2 separate regions of the Rattus norvegicus genome follow, and region 2 is linked to region 1. Evidence: chromatin contacts called from public Hi-C data. All regions are on one chromosome and are shown on one strand. Each heading gives the region's core, a stretch centred on a gene start, on an enhancer-like site or on the middle of the called end of the contact. The rest is flanking DNA. Distances are from core to core; before and after follow the strand shown.

The links. A called contact is a pair of places that touch in the nucleus more often than the background predicts.
Region 2: a Hi-C map of psoas muscle shows a contact between it and region 1, with 1.8 times the contacts expected there. The contact joins the promoter of Adamts5 here to the enhancer-like site in region 1. A contact is called at or near these places in 2 of 12 Hi-C or Micro-C datasets (Schwann cells and psoas muscle).

The regions. Positions count from the first base shown.
Region 1 is chr11:38,429,415-38,436,810 of GRCr8, forward strand. No RefSeq gene overlaps it. Among named protein-coding and RNA genes, the nearest start is that of Adamts1, 5.7 kb to the left of the region's middle. Within about 2 kb of position 2,372, at least 2 of the 93 cell types and tissues checked have an H3K27ac peak or open chromatin away from gene starts, as enhancers often do.
Region 2 is chr11:38,530,848-38,537,405 of GRCr8, forward strand. It overlaps Adamts5 (ADAM metallopeptidase with thrombospondin type 1 motif, 5), which reads right to left and starts at 2,669. Exons shown (of 8, transcript NM_198761.2): 1 at 1,178-2,669. The coding sequence starts at 2,272. LOC102552725 (a long non-coding RNA gene) reads left to right here and starts at 5,377. Exons shown (of 3, transcript XR_010056031.1): 1 at 5,377-6,558.

The DNA.
Region 1 (7,396 bases), core at 1,122-3,621:
ACTTAAGGTGGCTGAACGCCCTGTTAGATCCTCCGTGTATGCGCCATCTCTTAAAATTGAGGCAGAGAAGTAAGTTTGCAAGGCCACCAGAAAAATACGTAATTTTAAAATCGAAGTGTGATATACTTCAGGCTATTCACTCTCACACAGCAACTTTACCTTTTAAAGTAGATGTGAACTTGGCTGTGAGCCCATTTCTGTCTCTTGTGTGCTCTCATTGGAAGGGATTTTCATTTGGGAGTACATTTCAAATCTCAAATGGGTTACTTCAAATCCATTATAATTTTTTCATATTTCATGTTCTGTATCCAAATAGAGCTGGAAAAAAAAAAAGCACTGAGTTAAAGGGGAAAGGGTTGCCAGGAACATGGCTTTTATATTCTTTGGGTTTCTCTCCAGATTTCTGTTCTTTTGCATAATGGCTCCAATCTGTTGTGCACCTGTAGTTCTGGGAAATGATTCTTTTTTAATCGCTTCAACAGAGACCTGGGTGCTGGAGTTGCCAATTACTAAAGTGAAAAAAGTGCACATTCAGAAGAGTCCTCTAATCCATTTAGAAAAAAACTTAAGATCAGAACTCGGTGTTTGACACACGAGCATATAACAATACACATCTTTATAAGCAAAATGTAAGTTGAAAGAAAATATCTGAATGAAAAAGTAAGCACTTAGGGGTTCCATTTACTGGCCAGAGAGACAACGGTGAAACATTGGGTCATTGTAGAAACTAGCATAATGTTATACTTGTAAAAAGCCTTGCTCCTGGATTTGTATCAGCACCCAAAACGCCTATGCTCTGCCAACATCTGTTCCCTGTATTTCTGGTGTTCTTCCTATAGAGTGTATTTCTTCATAGATGAACTTGCAGAAACACCAGCTTAACACACCCCAAGAGAAAGACTTTAAAAGAGTTATTTACTTTGAGATTTGCTGAGATAGCCTGAACTCATTCACCTCAAAGTGAAAAGTTTGACCTTCTAAAAGAATACTTGGCTTTTCTGAACACACCATGTTCCTGAAAAAAAAAAAAAGTGCTTTTCGAAGGAAATGAAGTAGACGCCAATGTGATCCCTTTAACGAGTTCCTTCCATGTTTGTCTGTCTCAAGGATCCACAGGTTAAAGACACAGAATAATCCTCATGAAGTCTTTATCAAAGAGAGCACTCAGGAGGCAGCAGTGGATTGAGGAAGTCTGGTAATATGGAGGAGCTATTAGGATTGTTTGAGTGTAAATATTATCTAGAGCAATGGCTAATAAGCATATTTCATGAGCATGGAGAGTTAGATTCATGGCTCCTACCACACGCTTTGTCAGTTAGGAGCGCAAAAACCATTTGGCATTAGTCTCCCTTCAGAGCAATAGGGACAGATACCAAGGAAGATTTTTTTTATCTTAATCAAGATTTCAAAAAGAAAAAAAAAATCCATTTAAAGAAGTTGTGAGTTTAATAAATATCAAATTATTGATTCCACTTGGACATGAGATTTTTACAAACTCCAAACTTGTACAGTTGAAGATATAAGGGGAGTATAATCTTTCTTATTTATTTTTTGAGAAATATTGCAGAGGGGAGCCTTAAAATGATTAATTAACTTGTTCAAGATGATACAGTATGAAATGGGGATCTCAAGGATGAACTATCATGGCCATAATTTTTTAATAAAATATCTCTTGGTGTTTTAATACAAGAGTTTGGTAGATAAAATTATTATCAGACTTATGTTCTTTTTACAATTATTAATTTTCTTTGAAAAAGTTTTATAGTAGAAAAAAATTCCACCTTAAGATTCGCCAGCTGCAGCACCTCTTGTTTAGTCCACAAGGTGGCGATCGTCTACAACAAGTGGTATTATGTTTCTCTTTTACAGTTAAACTAGGAATTTACAGAAGTTTTATGTCTTTCCAATGATGTGTAACAGATTTCTCTTACCATTTTAAGGAACCTGAAAACCAATTTTTTAAATATTGCAATTTACTTGTATTTACATAGTTTCGAGCCCGCACCTAATTTTTAATTATGTGATTTTGTTAACTTAATCCAAATAGTAGTTAGGTTTAAAAAAAATAAGAATTATCTTCAACTGCTTTTATATGTCACTGTTGAGAGCTCAGTGCAACTCAAATGAAGAAAGAAATTACAGATGAATCTATTCAGAGATTACAGCCCTGTTGGTTCATTTACTATGCATAGTTTTTTTCAGTGTACACTGTTACTTGACACTTGGTACTGACTTTAATTGCTTTTCCAGGTTTACAGTATTTCCCTTGGCCACAACAAAAAGTTAAAAAGGCGGAGGGTAAAAAAGTTTGGTAGTGGAGTGGGGGCAGGGTGAGGATAAAGTGCAGCCACCAGGAGGCGACAAAAGACAAATTTTAAAATAGGTCTTAGCCAGACAGTTTTTCCTGCAATGTGTGATCATCCCATATGTAAGTGACTTCCCAATACTATGTGATTTAAAAGCCATATTCTGAAGCTGTGTTCTTGGTAAATGTAAACTATAGTAGCACAGTCTCACGAGTTTAATAAATACTGGAGTTAAAAGCAGATGATGTGAGTCAGCAGGAGCTTTGAAGAAGAATGTTTGCCCTTTTCCCACCGCAAAGCATGCAGTTTGTTGATTAGCTAACAGAGATTGGAGGCATCCCGCAGCTTCCATTACAGCCAGAAGATGAAAGTCAAGTTTCCAAATGTGTTGGGGGTGAGTTTTGTCCCTGACAGTAAAAGTGGTAAACCTGTAAGGCCCTGTACCCCACCGAAGGACTTGGCGATTTTGAAGCACTCCTTCCTACTGACAACAGGTAGTTAGATTTAGAACTGAGATGGCCCCTGACAATGCACCGGGGCTGAGAAATGGAGACTTCTCAGTGTTCTCGACGTTTGATTGTCTTCGAAGTTCTATGCTGTGTTTTCCCTCTCACAGCATATTCTGTTTTCCAAGCACACGGAGATCAATGGATGCCTATACTCAATTTTAGAAACACTGCTCCAGAAAGCCTTCTTTCCCAAATCGTTTTTGGGTCATCCTGTGATCTGAGGAAAGAAAGGTTAACAGAGTCACGTCCACGTGTGGGGGTGAGTCTGTTCCCTGCACTTGGGATGAAGATCGAGATAAACCCGAGTTTGGATTCGGATGTTCTGAATCTGTCACCTGCGTACTTTACAACTATGGCTCAGTGGCTCTATGACTGCCACTGAGCCCCAGACTCCTTGGAAAATGAAGATGTCGAAACTTGAACTGAAATATTGTAAGGACTGAAGGTAACAGATTGAAGGTAATCAGTGGGAAACGCTGCTAGCGTGGGAGACATTCGTTATTGAATGCAATGAAGAAGGAGCTAAGAACACAGTTGGGAGTTCTCAGAGTGCAGTGAATTCATTCTGACAAAAACATTTTTCTTCATGCCGTGTACCACCTCAAAGAACAGTGCCCAGAGTAAAAAGCCATTTTTTATATACTGCATCTAGTTAACACATTGTGCATGTTTACGGGAGGCAGTGTGATGTCTCAGCACATGTATTTATCGTATAATCACCAAATCAAGCATTTAGCTTATTTTTACCTCACATATTTGGGCTGAAGAGATCAGAAGAAGGGAGATAGTTCAGAACCCGAAACCCATGGAAAAAAACTGCATACAGTCATACAGTAGAAACCCCAGCCTTTGGAGGCAGAGACGGAAGGGTTGCTGGAGATTGCTGGTCACCAGCCTAGCTCCAGATTCTGTGAGAGACCCTTTATCAAGAGAAGAATGTGAGGAATGAATTCCGGAACATCGTTCCCTGGTCTCCACAGGCATATGGCCACAAGCAACCAGGCAAACATGTATGCATAATAGACACTCACACATAGGCACACACACGCACACACAGACACACACAGGCACACACAGGCACACACTGGCACACTGCATTCACATTAGCATAGGTACACACCTACAATTAAAACTGCTTTAATTTTTTATTTATTTTAATTTTTTAAATTGGATATTGTTATTTACATTTCAAATGTTATCCCCTTTCCTGGTTTCCTGTCCATAAACCCTCTATCCCTTCCCTCTTCCCCTTTCTTCTAGGAAAGTGTTCCTCTTCCCCAATCATACCCCCTTCCCTCCCTGACATTTCCCTGCACTGAGGCATCTAGCTTTGGCAGGCCCAAGGGCTTCTCCTTTCATTGGTGCCCAACAAGGCCATCCTCTGCTACACATACAGGTGGAGCCATGGGTCTGTCCATGAGTACTCTTTGGATGGTGGTTTAGTCCCTGGGAGCTCTGGTTGTTGGTATTGTTGTTCTTATGGGGTTGCAAACTCCTTCAGCTCCTTCAATTCTTTCTCTAACTCCTCCAATGGGGACTCCATTCTCAGTTCAATGGTTTGCTGCTAGCATTCACCTCTGTATTTGTCATGCTCTGGCTAAGCCTCTCAGGAGACAGCTATATCAGGCTCCTTTCTTGGCATCAGCAATATTGTCTGGGTTTGGTGGTTGTGTATGTGTGTGTGTGTGTGTGTGTGTGTGTGTGTGTGTAAGCTGTCCCCAGGTAGGACAGTCTCTGAATGGCCTTTCCTTCAGTCTCTGCTTCAAGCTTTGTCTCCATATCTCCTCCTATGAATATTTTTATTCCCCCTTTTAAGAAGGACTAAAGCATCCACACTTTGGCCATCCTTCTTCAGCTTTATGTGGTCTATGGATTGTATATTGGGCAATTTGAACTTTTGGGCTAATATCCACTTATCAGTGAGTGCATACCATGTGTGTTTTTTTGTGATTGGGTTACCTCACTCAGGATGACATTTTCTAGTTCATTCCATTTGTCTATGAATTTCATGAAGTCATTGTTTTTGATAGCTGAGTAGCAATCCGTTGTGTAGATGTACCACATTTTCTGTATCCATTCCTCTATTGAAGGACGTCTGGGTTCTTTCCAGCTTCTGGCTATTATAAATAAGGCTTCTATGAACATAGTGGAGCACGTGTCTTTGTTATATGTTGGGGCATCTTTTGGGTATATGCCCAAGAGAGTTATAGCTGGGTCCTCAGGTAGTTCAATGTCCAATTTTCTGAGGAATTTCCAGACTGATTTTCAGACCAACAATGGAGGAGTGTTCCTCTTTCTCCACATCCTTGCCAGCATCTGCTGTCACCTGATTTTTGATCTTAGCCATTCTGACTCTTGTGAGGTGGAATCTCAGGGTTGGTTCGATTTGCATTTCTCTGATGACTGAGGACATTGAACATCTATTTAGGTGCTTCTCAGATATTCGATATTCCTCAGCTGAGAATTCTTTGTTTAACTCTCTACCCCATTTTTAATAGGGTTATTTGACACTCTGGAGACTAACTTCTTGAGTTCTTTGTGTATATTGGATATTAGCCCTCTATCAGATGTAGGATTGGTAAAGATCTTTTCCCAATCTGTGGGTTGCTGTTTTGTCCTAACTACTTTTAAAAAGGGTGTAAATAGGCGGTGAAATTAACTGCTGCTCATTTAAAGTAGTGTAGCCATGGTTAACAGTAATATATTGAAATGAAGTTGGTTGGTCTTAATTTTTAAACTTTGATTATTTTATTTATTTACATTCCAGTGTTGCCTTCCTCCCAGTCCCACCTCACACAGTTCCTCATTCCATTCCTCAGCCCCCCTTGCCTCCTGCAGAGTGCTCTCCTCCTTCACTGGGGCCTCATGTTTCTTGAGGAGTAAGCACATCTCCCACTGAGGCCAGACCAGGTAGACCTCTGCTACATATGTACAGGGGCCTCAGACTGTCCTGTGTATGATCATCTCTGGGAGCTCCCTGGTGTCTGGGTTAGTTGAGACTTCTGGTCTTCCTATGGGGTTGCTGTCTTCAGCTTCTACAATCCTTCCCCTAATTCAACCGCAGGGGCCCGTGACCTCAGTCCAGTGGTTGTGTGTAAGTATATGAATCTGTCTCAGTCAGTGGCTTGTTGGTCAGCCATGCTAGGGTCCTGTCTGTAAGCACTTGGTGCCACCCCACCACCCAATCATCCCAAGATGGGCCAGTCATTGAAGGGCCTTTTTTTTTCAGTCTCTTCTCCATTTTTGTTCCTGGAGTTCTTTTAGTTCTGGGTCAGAAATTTTGACTATGGGTTAGTAACCCAGTCCTTCTATTCAGGCTCTGTCTATCTACTGGAGGTGTAGTCTTCACGTTCCCTCTCTCCACTGTTGGGCATTTGTCAGAAAGAATTTTTTCATCACTGTGTCAGATAACGAAGCAAAGAAACTAGCTGTGTGGGATATGAGGCTGCTTTAAGTCCTCCATTTCTTTTAAACCCCACTGAGTACAACATGTGGTGGACATGAACATAAGCAAGTGGTCACCTGACAGAATGTTGAGAAACTACAGTGGCTATAGTTCTTTCATCCTTTTTATACGTATTAATACCTTTCTACTTCCATAACTCACATGTTTTACTCTCTGTCCCTCTCAATGTCTCCTTCCACTTCACAAGCCTTGTCCTTTCTAGTTACTCACCTTAACTTAAATACAAACTGGAAAAGATCAATGTTGTAATCCATATGTGAAAGGGCATATGACACATGTCTTTATGGGCCTGTGTGCCCTCATGTGGTATGGCATTTTACAGTTCCATTCATTTTCCTGAAAATATTGCAGCTATATACTTTGCATAGACGAATAAAATTTCTCTATGTATACATACTGCATTTTCGTCATCCACTGATCAGTCTATGGACTCTAGGCTGCTTCTATTTTCTAATGATTATGAATGGAAAACAAGCAAGCAACAGTCTCCATACTAGGATACTGTGTCCCTGGGGTATATGTTCAGGGATGGTACTGTTGGGTCATATGGAAGTTCTAATCTTAGCTTCTGAGAAACTTCTATGTTAATTTCCATAGTGACTGTACACGTTCACACACCCACCAACAGTCAATGAAGTTCCCTTTTGCCAGATCCTCTCCAGCATCTGTTGCCTTTTGGTTTTTAAATAGTTGCCATCCTGACTTAAAGTAGTTTAATTAATTCGCCCCTGATGGTTAGAAACGCTACCTGTGAAAGTGTTTATTAGCCATGTGCATTTCTTCCTTCCAGAACTCTCTGTTGATGAGTTTAGTAGCCAGCTTTTGACTGAGTTGTCTATTTTCTTGGTGTTTATATTTTTTTCTTTACCTATTCTTCATAGGAATAATGTCAGATGTATATATGACAAATCTTCTGTAGGCTACCTTTCCATTTGATTAACACATTTTTGCTATACAGAAAAACTTTTCAATGTAAGAAACCCATTTCGTCAATTTTGGGGAAAAGCAAGAAATTCATAAAGGCCAAGAAGTCAACAGAGGAAAGCAAAGAGCAAAATAGAACGCTCTGGCATTTTCTGCATAAGTAAAAATTCATTTTCAGTAACTGCAGAGAA
Region 2 (6,558 bases), core at 1,419-3,918, 100 kb after region 1:
GGGTGATATATACCAAGGGAAATTGAGGAGAGGAGTAGGGGACAGGACTATGACAGCAGGCATGCTCTCTTCTAGATATGCCAGGCATAGCCATCCCATCATTCAGACAATGAAGCTGTGATCACCTATTGTACACGTGCACATAAACACGGCGGCAGAAAAGGATTGGCTGGGAAGAAGAAATTCAACAGGACTGGGAGGGGGATACATAAGGAATGGTAATGGGGGGAGCTTTCTAAATGCTCGGGCTCACAACTACCAGCAAGACGTTTTGTCTGAACTGTCATGCTAACATGGTGGTCTGCTAACTGCGTAAATAGATTTGTTGCTCCCAGAATGTCTGGGCTTATAATGACCCATCTCTTTTCCTTCTCTGTAACCATCATCCTTAACGTGGGGAAGTCCTTGGAAAACATTCTTCCCCACATCCTGAAGCTCTGCCCAGAACTTCAGAAACACATTCATCCAAACCCCAAACCTTCCAACTGGATTTGACCCTTGTTTGGCAGCCGGGTGGAAGGGTGGTGCTTCTGATGTGCTGGTAGAGGGCCTTGGGGTTTGTCCTCACCGCTGATTGGGCTTCTGCATCCTCCTGTCCCTCCCACATTCCTTCCTTCTCAGGAACTCAGATTCCAAGGTGGATATGTCAGAAGCCCATTTGGAAGCCACATTAGAAAAAGGAGTCCTTTGGAAAAGGCTAGTGTTGCAGAAGAGTTCGTTTAAGGACATTTACAAGGGAGGCCATCAATCAGATAAAAACAACTGCCAACTTCTCGTTAAGTTGGACAAAGTAGAACTTTTGTCTTCACTGCGAAGTAGAAAACACCCAATTTCAGAGACAGTCTTACTTTTTCCCTTTTGCCATTCAACTGTACACTTTCTCCCCACACACGAGCATATCCCCTTATCATGATCATACACTCCGCTGTCCTGTCTGCCTGGCATCTAGTCTAGTGAATGTTGATCTCCTAAGCCGGTTCCCTCACTTAAAGCAAGGATTAAGGCAGAGGCTAAGCAGAAAAGCTGAGTGAAAGTGGAGGCTGAGTGTGTCACAAGATGCATTTAAGTAAATCTCTACTGAGTGACAAGTCATTTATGGGAAAAGCAGAGCCGCCAGCAAGACCCTCCCTTCCACCTGTCTGCATCCTAGAGCTGGGTACCCACCTGCATCACCTACCTCTCTGGTGAACAGGATGGCTGCATCGTAGTGCTCCTCATGGTCATCACCTAGCTGGTTGTGTTGGTGCTGCCATTTGCAAAAGTTCTTGAGGGTCGTGGCCGCGTTCTTGCTCACCTCCAGACTCTTGTCGGTCAGCACCACCACTTTCACTACGGCCAGGCGGATGTGGTTCTCGATGCTTGCATGACTGTACAGCCGGTTGGCAATAGAGGCCAGGGTCAGCAGGTAATGCTGCAGGCCCCGCCCATACATCTTGGCCATGGAAGAGTCAGCCACCAAGAGGAGCTCCACCTGGCGGGCCCTGGAGATGGAACGGCGCCTCCGCCTCCACCACGTCTGAGGTCCCGCGTTCCCAGCTGGCGAGAAAGCTGAATGGTCCAGCAGCTGCGGTGCCAGTTCTGTGCGTCGCCTAGAACTACTGTGCACCGAGGGGCTCTCTTGGGCCCCAGACGGGGACGCTGGAGTCTCGCAACTGGTGCGTGGCGGCAGGGCCTCGAAGCTGAAGCCCTCGCGGGTGTAGACATGCAGGATGCGTGAAGACCCATCCCCGTAAACTCGTTCGGACTCTGCCCAGGACCCACGCAAGAGCGGCTTCAGAGTGTAGCGCGCATGCTTGACTGCGAAGAAGCCATCGAGACCCCCACAGAGGTCAAAGACAGCTAGGGATCGAGGGCTGCCGTCCACAGTGCCTCTGTAGAAGCAGTGACCCCTGTGGCCAGAGGATGCGCTCAGCCCTCCTGCAGTAACGATGCCACCAGCAGCACCCACTGTGTCATCCCTCTCCAGGTCCAGCAGGAACCTCCGGCCGCCCGCGTAGACAAGGTAGCCCACTTTGCCACCGCCAGAGTAGAGTTGGTCTATATTCTGCACCAGCCCGCTGCTCCTGCGCTGCCTGGCCAAGGGTTGCGGATGGCCCCGCTCCTGTGTTTCCTCCCACTGCCGCTGGTCGGGCTGGGCAGCCGCTGCAGCAGCCCGAGGCTGCCTGGTTTTATCCTGGGCAGGTGCCGCGGCAGGGTTGTCAGCGGCCAGGGCCAGGCAGGACGCGCACAGCAGCAGCAGTAGCAGCAGCAAGGACGCCCACTCGAGCCGCATAGTGCGCTGCCCGCCGGGAGGGGCTGCGCGACTGAGTCTAGCTGGATGTTTGCTATTTGCTATAGAAGTTTCAGGGGCGGGGGTGGGGGGCTCACCCTCCCACCCACCCTCCCACACCCACACACTCTACACACTTGCTTGCAAGGTTGAGTCAAGTGTCCAGGAAAGGGTAGGGGGAACCCGCAGCAGAGCGCCAGGCTGTCCTGGCCGCGGTGCCAGCGTGCGAACTTTTCTTTGTTGGTTTGGAAAATGTTTGGAATTGAGGTCCAAGAGACGGAGGAAGAAAAAAAAATTAAAAATATTTAAAAAAATTAAATAAAGGGTGGTGGTGGTGGGAGCAAAAGCCAGGAGTTGGAGAGCTACCGAATACAAAATAAAGGAGAGAGGCCCAACGCAGACAAGATTTTTGCACAAACAGATTAAAACAAACGAGCAAAGAGAGTAAGGAGGGGGACCGCGCTCCCGGCCCGCAACTGGTGCGCGTTGGCTCCCGCCCCCTCGAAGCCCGGGGCTGGCCGGCTGCAGAGCTTCCAAGCTCCGACCCACTTCCTTTCTTATTCTGAGGGCTTCCTCGGCTCTGCTGGAACCCGAAGGCGGGGAGAAATGAGACGGGAGAAAAGAAAAGAGAGAAAGAAAGAAAACACCTAAAATGTTTAAAATCAAAAGCTAGGAGGCGGCCTGCGGAGAGCCAGCGAGGCGGCGCGTCCTGGTCCCTTCCGTTGCCGCGTTCTCCCGCCCGGGATCATCCCCAGTCGGCGGCTGCTGCGGGCGCGGAGAGCGGCTCAGGCGCTGTGAAGATGCGAGGAGGTGGGACAATGAATTTATAGCGGCGTGCCATCCTGCAATGGCAATTTCAACAATTCGTCACTGCACGCTGCCTCTTAAAGGGAGAGCTTCCCCCACCACTCCCACCCTTCCCGGTCCGCGCCTAATCTGATGGGGGAGGGCGCCGGGAGAGGCGGAGGGTGATCGAGGAAAGGGAGACCCGGAAAGAGGAAGGGACCAGAACCTAGCTAACAAGGTGGAAGGAGAGACAAAGGAGGGAGCAAGGGGGAGAGAGAGATTGAGAGAGAGACAGCATTTGGGCAGAAAACAAGAAAATTCACTTGGCCTCATTTAAAGCCACAGCAACTCAGGGTCTGTTGTGGTATTTCACAACCAAACGGGGTTGGCTAACCTCGGCTTACCTCATCTCCTTAAGGGGTGTTTTGGTGTGTTTTTAAAGTCTCTCCCTAGCTCCTTCCCCTTGCTGTTCTTGCACGGGATATGAAGTTCTTGCCTCATTTTGTGGGCCGGTGCGCTCTGGCCTTGTTGACCTGGTAACTTCACTGGACAGGGCAGCTGCCCGTGCACTCCCAAGTCCATCTTTCTTTTCCCTGGCTCCCTCCAGTCGTCTGGGTAGCTGATCTCCAGACTTTTCATCTTCTAGCTTGTTCAAGCTCCAACACTTGCTGACTTCGGGTTAGGGGTGACTAACTTCTCCCGGCCACCAGCTGAGCAGCCGGGCAGCCACGGGTGCTTCCTGGCGCGTCTCTGGGCATGCAGCACTGCGGTGACCCCAACAGGGCCGGCTGCGGCCTGGGAAGTCCTTGGCTTTGTGTATAAATGGCGGTGCTCCCAGCTTTTTCCAGCGCATAGTTGGTCAGTGCCCACAATCTGTCACTTATCCCAGCCACTGGAACTCTTTGAGCTGTAGGATGTCAGGGTGGGAAAGAGTTAACTCTTGAAGGGAATTCAGCACCCCCACCCCAAACTTTTATATTTGTGCTCACACTTTCTCTCTTTCCTTCTTAAAAGGTAATTAAATGGCAAGCACTCCTTTGTTTGTTTACTCACTACATCTCTCCTAAGTCATTCACTTACTACATCTCTCCTAAGTCATTCACTTACTACATCTCTCCTAAGTCATTCACTTACTGTCGGTCCCCTACTCTTGCTTCCAGGATCATTTCCAAAGCTCCTATTCCAATGGAAGAATACTTTAGGGGAGGTGATTGGTGGTTATTAGTGGGCAGATGGCATGGCCCCTGCCACTTACTTCCTCCATCCCTTTTCCCCTCTCATTATCAATTCTAAGAAGGTGAACTGGAAAACCCACTGGCTTTCTCAGAGCAAGCTGATGGGTGGCAGGCAGGTCCAATACTGGAATCCGCACACACCTCATATAATTTACACATTTCCATCCTTTTCAGCTTCATTGCTTCAGAGGAGAGCAGGTGCACTTGCATAGCTCCCCCAAATAGTACATTCTCAGGTAAGGTACCAGGCAGTCCAAGAAACAACAGTTAAGGTAAAAGAGGGCATGGGTTTCAGAGAGACAGAACAAGGTGTGTGTGGGGGGGGTGGACATGGGAGAAGTTGAGAAAGACTGGCTGGATCCTGAAACCAATCAGGACCTAGAAGGAGGCTGCTGCTGAAACACTTGCTCCTCAATCCTCAAGATGATCAAGTAGGTTTCCTGTAGTCAGCATTCCAAGGCAGTGGGCAAGCATCAAAGGCAGAGAATGGAGGTACCGGCCATCTTCTCCGTGGCCCAGTAGCCTTCAGGTTTACGACGACCAAAGTAACTCCAGGGAAGATTACCTGGTACCTATTCGTGTAGCAGAGGCCAGCATGAGAACAGCCCCCATAGGTGCATACGTGCGGTCTCCAGTTGGTGGAGAGGTTCGGGAAGAGTTGGGAGGTGCGGCTTTATTGGAGGAGGTACATCACTCAGGAGAAACGCTCTCTGCTTCCAGCGTTGGAATCAAGATGTGAGCTCTCAGCTGACCCTGCCATCATGGACTCAAATCCTCTGAAGCCGTAAGCCCAATTAAACATTTTCAACTTTTATTATTTTATTCTGTCCTGATTTTTTTTTTTTGTCACCACAATTGGTAAGTAATTAAGATACAGACTTTATTTCTTTTACGCCACTTTCCAAAAAAAATAATAAAGTACAATATTTGGTATCAAACAAAGTTTCCAAAAACAATTTTTATTTGAAAGGTGCAACTTACTCATCTGTGTCTCACAGAATCATTTAGAAAGCAGGTCTTTCAGGTGACCCTGGGGTAAGGCTGCTAACTGCAATTGTTTTCATTTGTGGACAGGTTCCTTATGGATTTCCCGATGACTTTACCCTCACTGAAGCCTTTTGTCATCTCTAAAACCTGTTGCTCTCTTAAAGGAACGCAATCTGAATTTCATGCCTTCATTTCTGATAAATGAATGACATTAGAATTCAGACCAATTAACCAAATGTTTGGAAATATGTTAAGAGCAGATTTGTTTCAAAGTGTGAGCATGAAATAGTAAGTGTTTGCTGGCAGTATTTGTTACAGGGATAGAGGCAGATAGAGCTTGGGATACAATAAGTAAATATTATTGATGTTTAATTACTTATTTTTTTTTTGGTGTGTGTGCTGTTTGTTTTGTTTTGGTTTGGTTTGGGGATTTTTTTCTCCATGTATTTAGTTTCTGTGGAAGGTATTTGCATTCTGTAGAAAGTTAGTTACTATTTGAAACAGAGACTGCACCAGTGAACCTGTGCAACCAAGTTGTTCCAGAGCAGAAATTAACCAGTATTAATTTAGAGTAGTATTTCAGTAGGTCAAAACAGCAGTCTTTAGTTTTGCAATAAGAAGAAAAAAATATATTGTTCACCATGTTAGATGGAGCCATTGATTACATTTTGCTCTAATAGCTACTTTTTCTGCATAGGTAATAAGAATTATTTTTTAACACATTTATTGAATACATGATCCAAAATCACAGACGTATAAACTTTACATTTCCTCAAAGAAATATTTTCTACTATAGAATGCTGCGAGTTCAAAATTGCTGTGGGGATTTGTTGGGGGTTTGTTCTAATGCTTTGTTTTAATCGGGAATCCAAACGCTGAAGTCATTGTCCCCAGTTGGTTTTCGATTGATCAATATAGATGCCAGTGATCAATGGCTGGACAAAGGGAGAATGGGCAGGGCCCTTAGATTTGCTCAGGCTAGGACTGGGGAGACAGAAAGGAAGAATTTCCATGACTCAGGGTAGAAAGATGGGATGCAGGAGCTGCAGGAGAGAAAGCCAACCAGCCATGTGAGAATTTGGGGTTGGGGGTGTGGTAGCCACTGGCCACTTCCTGGTTGGGCCTGGGTTAGCAAAAAAATTTAGGAGTGCAGTGCCTTTAAGGTAGCCAAGGCATTTTAAACATAATTGGTGTGTGTGTGTGTGTCTGTGTGTGTGTCTGTGTGTGTGTCTGTGTGTGTGTGTGTCTGTGTGTGTGTGTGTGTGTGTGTGTGTGTGTTTG